Regions from separate parts of the Mus musculus genome. Here regions 2 and 3 are each linked to region 1. A link is a contact called in public HiChIP or PLAC-seq data. All regions are on one chromosome and are shown on one strand. The core of a region is the stretch at or near the end of the contact, and the rest is flanking DNA. Distances in the headings are between cores, read along the strand shown.

Region 1 (4,283 bases), core at 315-2,814:
AAAATAAATAATTTTTTTAAAGAAAGAGAGTTAATGAAGAAATAGCATATAGCATATATACAATAGAATATAAACACACATGTGCACACACATGTGCACACACACACACACACACACACACACACTAAAATGCTACCACACTTTGAAAAGAAAGGAAATTGGGCTGCTGAAACCTAGAATACGCAAGGCTCTGGGTTTGATTACTAATAAAAACACACATACATTTGCACACACACACATGCCCCAGAAGGTGAGATACAAATAGACAAATAGTATGATTCTAAGAGACAGTGAGTAGAACAGTAGTTACCAGGGGTTACGGGTGCTGGAGTTATTGCTTAATAGGTATGTATGATTTCCATTAGACTTAGATGTAGTAGGTGGAGATGAAGATACAATAATATGAAATGAATGTACTTAATGCCATTTCTCACAATAAGAAAGTTTTGGATATCTCCATTTGAAAGTTCTGACCCTATTTTGTAATTACAGATTCTTTCTAATGTATCAGTAGTCCTTTAAGGACATAGGAGGAAAAAAAACTATCTGTTGAAAATTTTGTTGGTGAGTCTATAATACCGGGTTATGGATCTACCTACCTACCTGTCCATTTGTCTGTCTGACTTTGGAAAGGAAATAACCAATCATAATGAAGATATATGAACGCCATTGCTAGAGTATGCCTGTGGTAGCCGGCTCCCAGTGGTCCTCATCTCCTAGTATTCAGGGCTGATTTGTGGGCTCTGTAGGATCTGACAGAAATGATGGCATAGTACTTCAAAGATTAGATTATAGATGCTATGCTGGCTTCTGCCTTGGTGCCTGTTCCTTGTCTCCCATTGTGAGCCCAGCCCTGTAAAAGCCCACATAAGGAAGAACTGAGATCTTCAGCCAACGGCTGTGTTAGTGAACTTGGAAAGGGAGCATCTTGATTATAGCTTCTTGACAGACCCTGACCCATATCGCCCAGCTAGGCCACTGCTGAATCTCTAACCTACAGAACTACTATTTTAAGCTATGATGGTGATTGGTTATGTGGCAGTAGATAATTAACACAGATCTTTCTGTATCTTCATTCTAAAACATAAAGCATATATGTGTCAGAAAGACCATAAAGAAGGTCAAAGCCTGGACTCTATCTGAAACTACAGGCCTTTGGGAAATGCTAAATATTGTATAGCCTTGTTTTCATTGCTAGCCAGTGCAAGTTGTTAGTGAGCTCGTGGTGTGAAAATGTCTCATCTCTGGAATGAAAGGGCATCTTCCTTTCCCTGCATTGCCTTGATATTTCATCAAAAAAGATGGGACTTCTGCTCGCCTTCCCCATCTGTGACTCTGTGATGCTGAATAGCCTCAGGAAGGGACCGTCACCATTCAAAAGGTAAGGGATGAGGCTAGAGAGGGGAGCAAAAGCTTTGGGGAGTACAGAGCTTCTTTGTAGCTTGGCAGGTCTAGCGTTCAGAGGCCCTGCCTTTGTCTTCTAGGTCTTCAGAGGAAATGGGTGTGTGTGGGCTTTCAGTACAGTACTCAGAAGGTCTCACTTCTGTGGTTTACCATTGAATATACTTGGAACAACAGTAAACATTTGCGAGCACTGACACATGCCAGAGAGGATGTTAGGTACAGTAGGGGCTCAGAGATGAGGGGAAAGTGGCAGATCCTGCTGTGAAGGAACACAGATTCTTGTGGAGGCAAGAGCCTTGCATGTCCCTGTTCAGCTAAGGGACCTAGAGGCTGGGGCAGACACATCTGAGATGACTAGGGGAAGCTTCTATGAGAAGTAGCAGCCTAGGTAGATCCTGTAGGAGGCAGAATTGGCATGCCTGTCCTGTACCCCAGCAGGACCCTCATTGCTAACATCTGCTCACATAATTTCATGTTTATCTGGTCTTGATCAAATAGAAGTCTCTTGAGCCTCGGTGTGGATCTTACGCAGTGCCCTGGTAGCAGTACAGTGCTTATTGTAGGTCCTCAGTGGAAGATATGAGTAAATAAATGAGTGTATGTGTGAGTGAAGGAGGGTATGTGGTGGGTGATAACACTGCTGACATCATTTAGGACTGAACTCTAAAAGGTCTCCACTCCATAGCAAGTAAAATTAGAATCTGGAGTAGTAGCCACATTGTACCTGACCCTGAACACTGGCTCTGCCCTAAATCCAAAGTCTCATCAGGTAGGGGCTGAGACAGGAAAGTCAAGAGCAATTGAGCATCTCCAAGAGAGGCTCCTAGAAGCATCCTCAGCTCGGAATGAAGAAGGAATGCTGGAAGACTACACACAGGGAACTCTAGTCTCCTCCCCATAAGAAAAGAGCTTACCATAGCATACTCAGCTTGGCACATAAACATCCAGGCTACATCCCGTATGCTTCTTGGAAAGTCAGAAATTTTCTAAAGTATGGGAGCTTTTATTGTAGAGATCTTTAAAGGTGTTCTCTGGTGGTGGCAACTACATCCTTAATTTTCGTATAAAGCAAACAAGTTGAATCTGAATTCCCAGAAACAGAGATACTTCCTTTCATAGTGTTCAGCATTCAATAGAGATGTCTTTCAGTCCTGCCTTGTTTACACACATTTTGGTGAGAGAGGAACTAAGGGAAGAAGGGGTGTATACCACTGGGTTTTCCCAGTACATTTTTTGGCTTTAAAATCCAGCATCCTTTGGCTTTGGAAGTAGATTTGTGGTTTGGTTTAATTGTGGGGTGTTGAGCATTTTGAAAATGTACCGCAAACTTTCAAAATCAGCTAATAAAGCCATTTGGAGGGACCAGAAAAACAGGGCCACCTCCTCCCTCCTCCTTCCACCCTCCTCCCTCCTCCCTCTTCTCTCCCTCCCTCCTCTCTCCTCCCCACTCTGTCCACCCTCCTTCCTCCACCTCCACTTAGCCTGTCCTCAGTTTTGCAGCACAAAATTTTATCATCAAAATTGGCCCAAACAAAAACTAAATTTAAATAAAGTTTCAAGTAAGTCAAATAATGCAGCAAGACTGACCCAGTTGAAATTTGCAGGCCGTCAGAGCTGTGTTTATATCAGGAAAGGTGTGTTGCCAGCTCCTGTGTGTAAAATGTGCCTAAAATAGAGATGGAGATTGGCTGTGTCATGCTGTGACTCAGCGTGATTTTATTCTACAGTGAGTTAGTGCCAAAAAAAGGAGAGATGAATACAGTATGACCATGCTCTTTACAGGAAGTTCATGGGGCAGGAAAAACTAGATGCAGTTCCTGTGTAACTTAGTGGCCCCCTGGTCCGGTGACAGTCCTATGGGAGTAGACTTAAAATGATATATTCAGGTCATTCTGCGGAGCCTTGTCTGGCAGGTGGCCACACACCCAAATGCGAAGTTACCTGTAAGATATACCTTGTTCTGGGAGCGGGGAATATAGGAAGCTCAGGTAAATGTGTACATATTAAATGAGACAGGATTCTGTCTTCTGAAAAATTCTGGACCATTTTATCCCGAGAGGTTTGGGTTCTTTTGGGTTTTTTGTTTGTTTGTTTATGACTTTGCTACATTTGAACCATTTAGCAAAGCCATTTTGGTTACCATCACTGACCACTCTTGTTCCTGGGGGCATCGGACACTCATATCTGTCAAGCTCTGTAGTTTTCAGAACACATCCAGCAACCCCTTATAAATGTCATCCTCTCAAAACTCAAGGCACTGTGTAAGGAAGGAGTGAAGTCAGCAAAAGAAACTTAATAAATGGTCCCTACCAGGGGATGACCAGACTTCTTATGGCTTGCTGCCCTGTCTGTGCCCCAGGAGTGTTTGGTAGCTCTCCTATCAAGATCTACGTCTTGCTTGAGCTTCCTGGGCAATAAGGTGCCTTGGGTGTAAATCAGGATCCATGTGTGAAATAGCTATGGGGGTGGAGCAGGGTAGGGCAGCAGCCAGGCAGGCACACAACAAAAACATTGCTGGGGCAGAAGAGGCATTGCCTGGGACTACTTCCCTATGAGACTTCAAAATGCTAAGCCTATGTTCAATTCAGATTAATGATTTTTGGAGGGAGGAGCATTTCTGGAGATTGGTTTTCCTTTGAAAATTCTAGATTCACCTTTTCTTTTCAATCAACTTTTTCCAGTAGACTTTGTTCCCTGGGGAACATGTCCATGTCAAAACGAGTCTTGATAAAAGCACCAAGATGTTAAATATTTATTTTAAGTTAACTGCTCTGCTTCTGAGAGGTTAAAACGCAAATGTGTTTTCATGCAGAGCCTTTCACTAGTCGGCTTAAGCTTCCCAAGCTTTCTCTTTGGCACTGCAGTAAGCCAGCTAACAA
Region 2 (4,132 bases), core at 287-2,786, 87 kb before region 1:
GTATTTAGGAGCAACCGGCCATGAACAAATCTAGGGAAACCAGTTAAGGATTACAAGGGGATAGAAAGGGACAAGTGAAGAGTGTGAAGGAAGATCGTAGGGGCCTAAAGATCTAAAGTTAAGGTCCAATACTTTGTATCATTGGATAATATCCTTTACTGTTGTGGGCTTCTTGGACTGCAAAACGGCAAGGCAGGCCTAGATGATCTCTGAGGTTCCCCTTACCAATGGTCGCCTAGGAGTCTACAACGTGAAGAACATTAGAGTAAGGAAAGCACTAGTGTAATGTAATATGAAATATTGAGGCAAAGAAGATCGCCGTCAAGGACCATCCCAAGATGAAGTGAAACTTATTTTCCAGTAACAAAACCAGCCACGTGTGTGCAGGAGCTAGGTTGTTTTTTTATTTTTGGGTGGTGGATGGGCACGGGATACAGAAGCTGGAAAGATAGTGAGAAAACAATGGTCTTAAAAAGAAAAGAAAACAATGGGCTTGTTTTAAAGAAAGTTCTCCAGAGTTAGAGGTCATCATATTACATCCCCACCCTCAAGGTAGCTTCTAAACTGTTTTGGACCTATGATTTACAGGTAGGAAATACAATTTACATCAGGTGTCCAGTATTCATACCTGAAAATAAAGGGTTTATGAGACAAAATATTTTTTGCTGGATACTAATATTTTGTTGGCTTTTCAGAAGCTTTGTTGTCACCCACTTAATTTCTTTTATGAACTATTCATATATCAGGACTCAACAAGTTTTCGTAAGTTGGAGGCAAAAGGCAGGGCGTCCCGTGCAGACGTCCAGAAGCGAGCTGGAGAGGCAAATCAGGGCAGAGATCCAGGCTAGGAGAGTTTAGAGAACGTTTCGCTCCGGCCCGAGTGAGCAGAAAAAAAGCAAAACCCTGGAGCCACTAGGTGGGACCCTCCCACCCGGATGATGGAGGAGAGGGCTCTCCAAACATCGGGATCAGGCGTCCATCCTGACGTTGCGTTTTCCCCGAGCAGTTCAGGGAGCTCCCCCGACATTCTCCCGGGAGGACTACGCGCCCACTCCCTCCAGTCATTTCCCCCGCGTGTCGGCTAGAACGGAGCCCGCACGCGCTGGGGTGAAGACACTTTGCCCGGCAGCGGGACTGCTGTCGGCAGCAGCCGCTCGCGCTCCCCGGCCCGGTCGGCCGGCGCGCGCACACCCACGCGCGCACTCCCAAGCACGCACACACAAAGTTGTGGCCGCCTCCACCGCGGAGCTCCGGTCGGCGGCTGCGGGCCAGCGCACCGCGCTCTCGCCCAGCCCCGCTCGCACGGCCGCTCGGCTCCCCTCGGGCCGCGCTCGGCCCCCGCCGACGCCCCGCTCTGCCCTTCGGCTCGGCCCTCCCCGCCTCGCATCCGTGCCATCGGCGCTCGATTGCGCGCGGACTCCCTGGGGCTCTTCCCGGCTCGTTCGCTCGCGCTTGCCCGCCCGCCCGCTCGCGCCCGGCCGCGCCGCCCCGCCCCCGCCCCCTCCCCCTGCTCCTCACGGGCAACTTTTGCCGGCGCCCCCGCCTCACAGCCATGCGGAGCTGAGCTCCGGCCCGGGCCCTGGCCGCCGCAGCCCGCCCCGGCTCCCGCCCTCGCGGACCCGCCCGGCCCTTGGCCTCGGCGCCTTAGCCGCCCCGGGCCGGCCGAGCCCCCCGCGCAGGGCCCGGGCCGCGGCTACGGCGGCGGCGGCGGCGGCGGCGACGCGCCCGCCCGGCCCCCTCCCCCGGCGCCGGCCAAGTGAGGCGGTGATGCGGGCGCTGGCGGCCTGGGCTGCGCCGAGAGCGGAGACACAGGCTCAAGATGGCAGATTCCCACTGAGGCTGAGGGGGCCGAGCTCGCGCGCCGCGTTCCCTTCTCCGTTGCCATGAACCGCGGACACCCCGGCCCCGATGGCCCCCGTGTACGAAGGTAAGGGGCACCCGGCCCGCGATCCCCCCGCTCGCTCGGCCAGCCGCGGCCCCCGTAGCTTTGTTCTGCCCGCGGCCCCTCGCCCGGCAGCCCCCGGCCGCAGCCCCGGGCCCTGGTCCTGGGGGCTCGCGACCTTCCCCGGTGCCCCCATCCTGGGTCCAGACGGGACCGGAGCCGGCCTGGAGCAGGATCTTATTTCCAGGGCAGAGAAGGCGGCTGGGGGGTGTGTGCCGGTGGGCTGCTGCCCAAAGAAAAGAAATGGGGGCGGCGTGTGGGAAAAGACGGATCCGTGACTGCTTTCTGTTTATTTGTGATAAATGAAGGTGATGCGGTCCTCCCCCATTACCTTTAAACGATCTCCTTTCTACTTGTCCGTCCTCTCTGCTCCCTTTTCCAAACATCTCCACTCCCACCCCACACTCCTTTATTCTTCCCGAGCCTCCGATTTTTGGGGGGTGGTGGTGGTGGTGGTGGCTGTGGAATCCGATTGAAAGGGGCCAAGCGATGAGAGAGGGTTGAGATGAAAAGTCCATTTCAGACCCAGGCAGAACAATGAAATAGGCTCAAAATCTCCCCGCAGTTGGCGTGTGGAAGGGAGAATGTAGTTTGGCTTTTTGGGGGGGGCGGGGAAGGGGGTGCGAAAGAAGGTTTTCTGGCTCGGCCTGGGTAGATCGGTGCTGTGCACCTTCACCTGGCGTTGGCTGATTTTTTTCCCATTTGACTGTCTTTAGAAGAAAGAAAAGGTAAGGCGATACAGCTGCCTCGCGCACTCTTTCGGTTCTCTTCAGTCAGTTCCGTCAGCTTGCAGCGAGAAAATCAAGCCGGAATCAACTAAGTTTTTACTCTTCTATGGGGTTTTGTGTGCTTGTAGTACCGGGTATTTTTCAACCAAAGTGTGCCAGATTTTTTCAGTTATTTCGTCGTGAAAATGTTTCTCTCGTGAAATCATTGAAATAGCAGCCCTTTACATACTTTTAGCGTGGGTCCATCTGGCTTTCTTTCGGTTTTGTTCAGATATTCTGTGTATGAAATCGCAAATGAGAGGGAAACGGGTTTGCCAGGAACCAAGAGGAGGGGCTAGGGGAGATTGTAATCCTATAAACCCAGGGAACTGTTGGGCCGAGTGAAACAGGGATCTCATTAATAGTTTTATCTCTGTTAGGAGAGGCTGATTTAAAAAAAAAAAAAAAACTTATCTGAAAAGAAAATCTGTTATTAGTACCAGGGCTCTAAATGAATTAGGTTTCTGCATGGACTCTCTTACCATTCAGGCTCTGAATAACAAGGCTGTAAATAACCTATGGACTGTAAATATTTTTTCCAGAGTCTCTTAGAAACAAAGGGGCTGTTTAGAAAGCAACAGAGAAATGTTATTCCAGGGGCTTTCCTCTTTGATTCCGAAGAACACAAGGTCTATTTAACCGTTCCACACAACAAAACAAAATTTCGGATCACTCCACCACGTAGACTAGAAACATGCCAGTGGGGACGTGAACATGTAGGAGAACCCATGTCGGGCATTCATTGTTCATCTGTGTCTAGGGGAGGGGGGCTGCAGTCAAAGCTCCCACTGTCTAGAGTGTTAAAATGAAACAGTTTTCTCTTTATTAAGTACCTCCTTGAGACTCCCTCTGCTGGACACTCCGGGTGAGCATTTTAGAAAGAACTTGGCATTGAATTCACAACTGTAATAGAGGAATAAAAATTCCTCTTCCAGGAAGCTGGGGAGGTGGGTCGGGATGTATTTTGTCAACCTTGAACAAAGCCACCCTGGGAACTTCATTGATTATGTTGATTTCATTTGAAATCCATGAGGAATGTAGGCTAGCCCCCGGGGCTAAGTAAGACCCAGCACAGTTGGTCCTAGGACATTGTTCTTTTAGTGATTGTGTCGGAAAAGCAATTACAGGTGTGTAAAGTGTTACACTGTGGGACTGTGGGGTTCAGAGGTCTCTCTCTGCTTGGAGTTTTACTTTCCAGCCCTCCTCTATCCCAGGCAACCTAATTTGTCACCTCCTTTCCATCCTGGGTTTCCTTGGGCCTTGTCTGTGGGTTCTCTTAATTGTTCTTTTGTTTGTAGCTTTTTTTCTTCTTTGGGAGCATCTCTTACATCTCTAGAATTCTTTTCCTCCTCTTGCTCAGCACTTCTTCCCCACCAACCCAGAGTTACTCAGCCCAGAGCTCAGGCCTGTCTGGTCTTTTTGA
Region 3 (4,552 bases), core at 1,911-4,410, 110 kb before region 1:
GTGTTAGGCACATTGTTCTAGGTTATGTGCAGGCTGGAACAGTGAGTCTAGTGAATGAAGACCTGGTAAAGGAGGAACTAAAAGATAATCTAAAGAAGAGATGTCAGGCTATGGAGGTCCATAAGAGAGAATCAGCGAGGTGGGTGGAAGATAACAATGCCAATGCTGATGTCAGAGTAATGGTCAGGTAGAAGGATACAGGCAGAGAGATGCCAGCCAACCTTCCTCATGATTTCCAGTGATGGCATGGCTCCCAGGTACAGCTGTCCTCTAGAACCAGAATGAAAGTATTGGAGCCTGGCTGGCAGATGGACCCCATCCTCGGTCACCAAGGATGAATCTTCCTTTCCAGTAGTGAACTCAGTCGTCCTTGACCTGTCGTTATAGCTACTAGGGATGCTTAGGCAGGAGGATAACTTGGTCTATACAGTAAGTTTAAGGCCATTCTGGATAAGCACAAGACCCTGTCTTCAAAATGTAAAAATTTGTTAGTTTTTAAGGGCTAGGCGTATAGCCCAGTGGTAGAACACTTGCCTAGCATATGCAAGGTCTTAGGTTTAGTACCCAGTACCAGAAAATGAAGAAGAAGAAGAAGAAGAAGAAGAAGAAGAAGAAGAAGAAGAAGAAGAAGAAGGAGGAGGAGGAGGAGGAGGAGGAGGAGGAGGAGGAGGAGGAGGAGGAGGAGGAGGAGGAGAACGTTGATGACGGCAACGATGATTGAAATCTAGCAACATTCACTAAGCATCTACTCTATAGTTCTCAACCTGTGGGTCTCGACTCCTTTGGAGCTGAATCACCCTTTCACAGGGGACACATAATAGATATTTACATTACAGTTTATAACAGTAGCAATATTAGAGCTATGAAGTAGCAATGAAATAATGTTAGGGTTACCACACCCTGAGGAATCGTGTTAAAGTGTCGCAGCATCAGGAAGGTTGAGAACCACTGGTCTGCTCTGTTGTACTCAGCACGATCAATCTTTCTTTAAAAATTGCTTTCAAGGTTTTTTTCCTTTTCCTTTTTCTTTTTTTCTTTTTTTTCTTTTTGTTACATTTCAGAGGCAAAGTTCAGCTCCTGCATTTTCGGTGGTACGTAAAAACTCTATCTGAAATGTAACCATCAAGATTTGGGAGCTGTGGCGCACACCTTTAATCCCAGCACTCAGGAGGAAGAGGTAGGAGAATTTCTGAGTTCGAGGCCAGCCTGCTCTACAGAGTGAGTTCCAGGACAGTCAGGGCTATACAGAGAAACCCTGTTTCAAAAAAAAAAAAAACCAAAACCAAAACCAAAAAAAGATTTGGGAGCAAACATCACCCTCTACGAGCTTGGTTGCATGACACTTATGAAGGGGCTGGTCTCCCCTACAGATAGATTCTTGTCTCACACTTCTCAAAACCTCTACGGAAGACAAGTTTCTATTGTCAGGGTTACTGACCGGCATTTTGTTTTCTGCTTTGCTTTCCTCACACACCTCGGAAGCCAGATGGCAGGCAGCGAGTAATGCAGTTTGAACAAAGTACCTGCTTCTCTGCAGTGAAGCTTGGCCTGACCCACCCAGTGCTCCCTGGTTTCCTCCTGGTATGCTTCCTTTTCTGATGACCCCTGCTCACGGTGTACACACACACACACACACACACACACACACACACACACACACGAGCTTCTATCTCTCACCCCGCTTTATTTCAGAGCTTTTTTCTCTTCCTGCTTCACCAACTTCTTTCTTTCCTCTCTAGCTTGCTTCTTGTTATCTTTCTCAGAATTCCTGCCTCATCTGTCTTCTCCCACACACAGCTCAGAGGTTCAGAGCCGCCCTTGCCCGAGTCTCATTGTTTGATTGCCCTCCCTGACTTCTGTCTGTTAAAGAAAAAAAAATCTCTGTCATCGGAGCTTCGAGACTGCCTGGATTCCTGATACACTAAGATTTATTGTGTGTGCACAATGGCGACCCCCAGGCTAAGCACTTGGAATGCAGAGCTGAGTGTTCTGGGAAGAATTTAAGCGTCTCTTTGCTTTAGTTGGTAAACACGCTGTTCATAATTATTTGAGGAGGTGATAGATGGAATCAAATAAACTTTATTCGGCTAGACCAATGCTCAGGATTCAGGGGGATTCTGTGAGTCTGGTACGGCCCTTTTATGGTGCTTGGATACAGTCTCAGCTGTAAGTGGACACACTTCAGGGTGACCAGTAGCTTTGCCACCTCCGTTGGCTTACCCTCCTATCTCTCTGCCTCCTTTCCAAATACAAAGAGTTCCTGAACAAGCAAAGAGCTGGTGGGCACTGTGTATTTGGGACAGAAGATACAGGTCGACTGGTGGGGAAAACCTTATACTTCCTCTCTAATAATGAAGCAGCTTCTAGCAACCAGCTGTGTTCTCCATGTCAAGGCAGAGACTAAGGTTTTTGTCTCTAAGTTCAGCCATTTTAGTTGCCACAAAAGATGATCTTAGATGAGGGAAATTAGATGATGGCAAATTCTGTGGCCCAAATCCTTGCCTGACCTCAATAATCATTCCTTAGTATCCTCAAAGAATTAGTTCCAGAATCGTGAAGATACTAAAACCTGAAGACATCAGAGTCCCTTGTGTAAGATGGTGTAGGGTTTGCTCCCCGTGCACCTTTTGTGTCTACTTAAAATCATCTGTACTTCCCATACCCAACACCATGCAAATCTAAGTAAAGAGCCCTTAGATGATGCTACACTGTTTAGAAAATAATGACAAAAAAAGTTGGACAAATTTAGTATGGATGCCATTTGTAAGGAATGGTTTTGATTGAATTCATAGCTGAATTAATAGATTTGGAAGCTGTGACTACGGGGTGGGGGCGGTAAAGAACAAACAGTTTGGATATAGTCACAGGGGAGGCGTATCCTTGGTCAGTTATCTTAAGCACAGTGGTTCAAAGTTGAAAACAACACTTTGAATTGGGCTCCATTACTAACTGAGCTGATTGCCTCTGACTACAAATACTCATCTCATTCTAGGTAATATGGCTTGTCCTCAAAGTATCTATTAAGGGCCGGGTGATAGTAGCCCATGTCTTTAGTCCCAACACTTGAGAGGCAGAGGCAGAGAGGTAGAGGCAGAGAGGCAGAGGCAGAGAGAGGGGAAGGCAGAGGCAGAAAGAGGGGAAGGCGGAGGCAGAAATCTCTGTGAATTTGAGACCGGTGTGGTCTACAATGAGAGTTCCAGGAAAGCCAGGGCTTCATAGAGACCTTGTCTCAAAAACAAGAACAAAAGCAAAAGTAAAAAAAACCCTCCCTCCAAAAACCAGCCAAGCAAAACAACCAAAAACCTAACAACAATGACAAAAAGAATATAAAAACGAAGTTTGGGGCTGGGGATATAGCTCAGTTAGGAGAGTGCTTGCCCAGTATGCATAAAGTCCTGGGTTCGATCCCTTGTACTGCATAGTTTAAACATAGAGGAACATGACTGTAATCTGTAAATAATTACATGATTACAACTAGTAAGTAAAGCCAGAAGTGTTAGAAGTTTGAAGTCACCCTCAGATCCATATAGTTAAGTTCAAGTCTTAGAGAAAATGTGGGGCTGGGGCTAAGTCCCCATTAGTGAAGGGCTTGTTGGGTGAGCCTGCAGACCTAAGTTTGATTCCGGGCACCCGCATGACTGAGGGAGACATCTGGCATTGACCTCTCACCTCCACACAGCCACACCCACGTACACTCAGATCCCAGTCCTCCTGATAGAAAGATTCCACAATTTTATTATCATGGAATTTCTTCCTATTAAAATGTGTGTGCTAAATGCTGAGGTTTTCTTTAACATCAGAATTTGGAAGGACCTGCAGCATGAGAATGTATCTTTCTATATTTTCTGCCCTTATTCAGTTGGTTGATTTTAAACCCCTAGATATTGTATCAACACTATACTAAGTAGCAAATTTAAGTGTGTACAAATAGTAGCCACAATCTATAGAAATGCAGGTTGCATGAAGACATAACATATTTTAGTTTGGGGTTGTCTTGCTTTGTTTTGGAACAGGGCCAACTCTGACCTATAAAAGCTGCTTCTTCTTCTTCTTCTTCTTCTTCTTCTTCTTCTTCTTCTTCTTCTTCTTCTTCTTCTTCTTCCTCCTCCTCCTCCTCCTCCTCCTCCTCCTCCTCCTCCTCCTCCTCCTTCTTTTTCTTCTTCTTCTTCTTCTTCTTCTGAGTATGAATGAGCCTTGTTCTGCCTAGGACTCGCCATGGTTACTCACAGTAATTTTCTTGCTTCCATCTTTTAACTGCTGGGATTATAAGCGTGGGCCAATACAACAGGTTCAAATAGGACATCTTTATCCCTGAGTTCATTGGGGGTTTCAGTCAAAATCTTCAGATTAGTAGCAGACTTTTTTTTTCAGGAAAATGAGCAGAAAACACAAATAATTCTCATACAGCTCTTTGTGTCCCTCTCCCCGACCTCATGCAGATTTTTACCCTGCCATTAACATCTTGTATTAATGTGGTACATTTGTTACAACTGATGAACCAATACTGACAGTGTACTACTCCATTGTTTACATTAGGGCTCATTCTTCCTGT

What was found. HiChIP or PLAC-seq counts read pairs in DNA pulled down with a chosen protein or histone mark.
Region 2: an H3K4me3 HiChIP or PLAC-seq map of fetal liver shows a contact between it and region 1, with 2.2 times the contacts expected there. The contact joins the promoter of Hipk2 here to the enhancer-like site in region 1. A contact is called at or near these places in 17 of 39 promoter capture datasets (the 3T3-L1 cell line, the C10 cell line, the HPC-7 cell line and 12 more), 1 of 15 datasets of contacts at CTCF or cohesin (CD8 T cells), 15 of 484 Hi-C or Micro-C datasets (the 3T3-L1 cell line, CD4 T cells, the G1E-ER4 cell line and 10 more), 17 of 115 datasets of contacts at active chromatin or transcription factors (CD8 T cells, T-cell acute lymphoblastic leukemia, bone marrow-derived macrophages and 12 more) and 3 of 9 other capture datasets (adipose tissue, liver and pancreatic islet).
Region 3: a contact with region 1 is called in an H3K27ac HiChIP or PLAC-seq map of regulatory T cells, with 3 times the contacts expected there. The contact joins two enhancer-like sites. A contact is called at or near these places in 6 of 484 Hi-C or Micro-C datasets (B cells, CD8 central memory T cells, the G1E-ER4 cell line and 2 more), 6 of 115 datasets of contacts at active chromatin or transcription factors (CD8 T cells, bone marrow-derived dendritic cells, bone marrow-derived macrophages and 3 more) and 1 of 9 other capture datasets (bone marrow-derived macrophages).

What each region holds. Positions count from the first base shown.
Region 1 is chr6:38,786,877-38,791,159 of GRCm38.p6, reverse strand. The region is part of intron 2 of Hipk2 (homeodomain interacting protein kinase 2); the gene reads left to right. 4930502C15Rik (a long non-coding RNA gene) reads right to left here. Exons shown (of 4, transcript XR_003956279.1): 4 at 1-4,283. Among named protein-coding and RNA genes, the nearest start is that of 4930502C15Rik, 52 kb to the right of the region's middle. Within about 2 kb of position 1,564, at least 50 of the 459 cell types and tissues checked have an H3K27ac peak or open chromatin away from gene starts, as enhancers often do. A contact at or near this core is called in CD8 T cells, the G1E-ER4 cell line, the HL-1 cell line and 9 more, where this site is marked.
Region 2 is chr6:38,873,594-38,877,725 of GRCm38.p6, reverse strand. Hipk2 (homeodomain interacting protein kinase 2) reads left to right here and starts at 1,536. Exons shown (of 15, transcript NM_010433.2): 1 at 1,536-1,927. The coding sequence starts at 1,909. It also overlaps a transcript of Tbxas1 not described here.
Region 3 is chr6:38,894,554-38,899,105 of GRCm38.p6, reverse strand. It overlaps a transcript of Tbxas1 not described here. Among named protein-coding and RNA genes, the nearest start is that of Hipk2, 21 kb to the right of the region's middle. Within about 2 kb of position 3,160, at least 3 of the 459 cell types and tissues checked have an H3K27ac peak or open chromatin away from gene starts, as enhancers often do. A contact at or near this core is called in regulatory T cells, where this site is marked.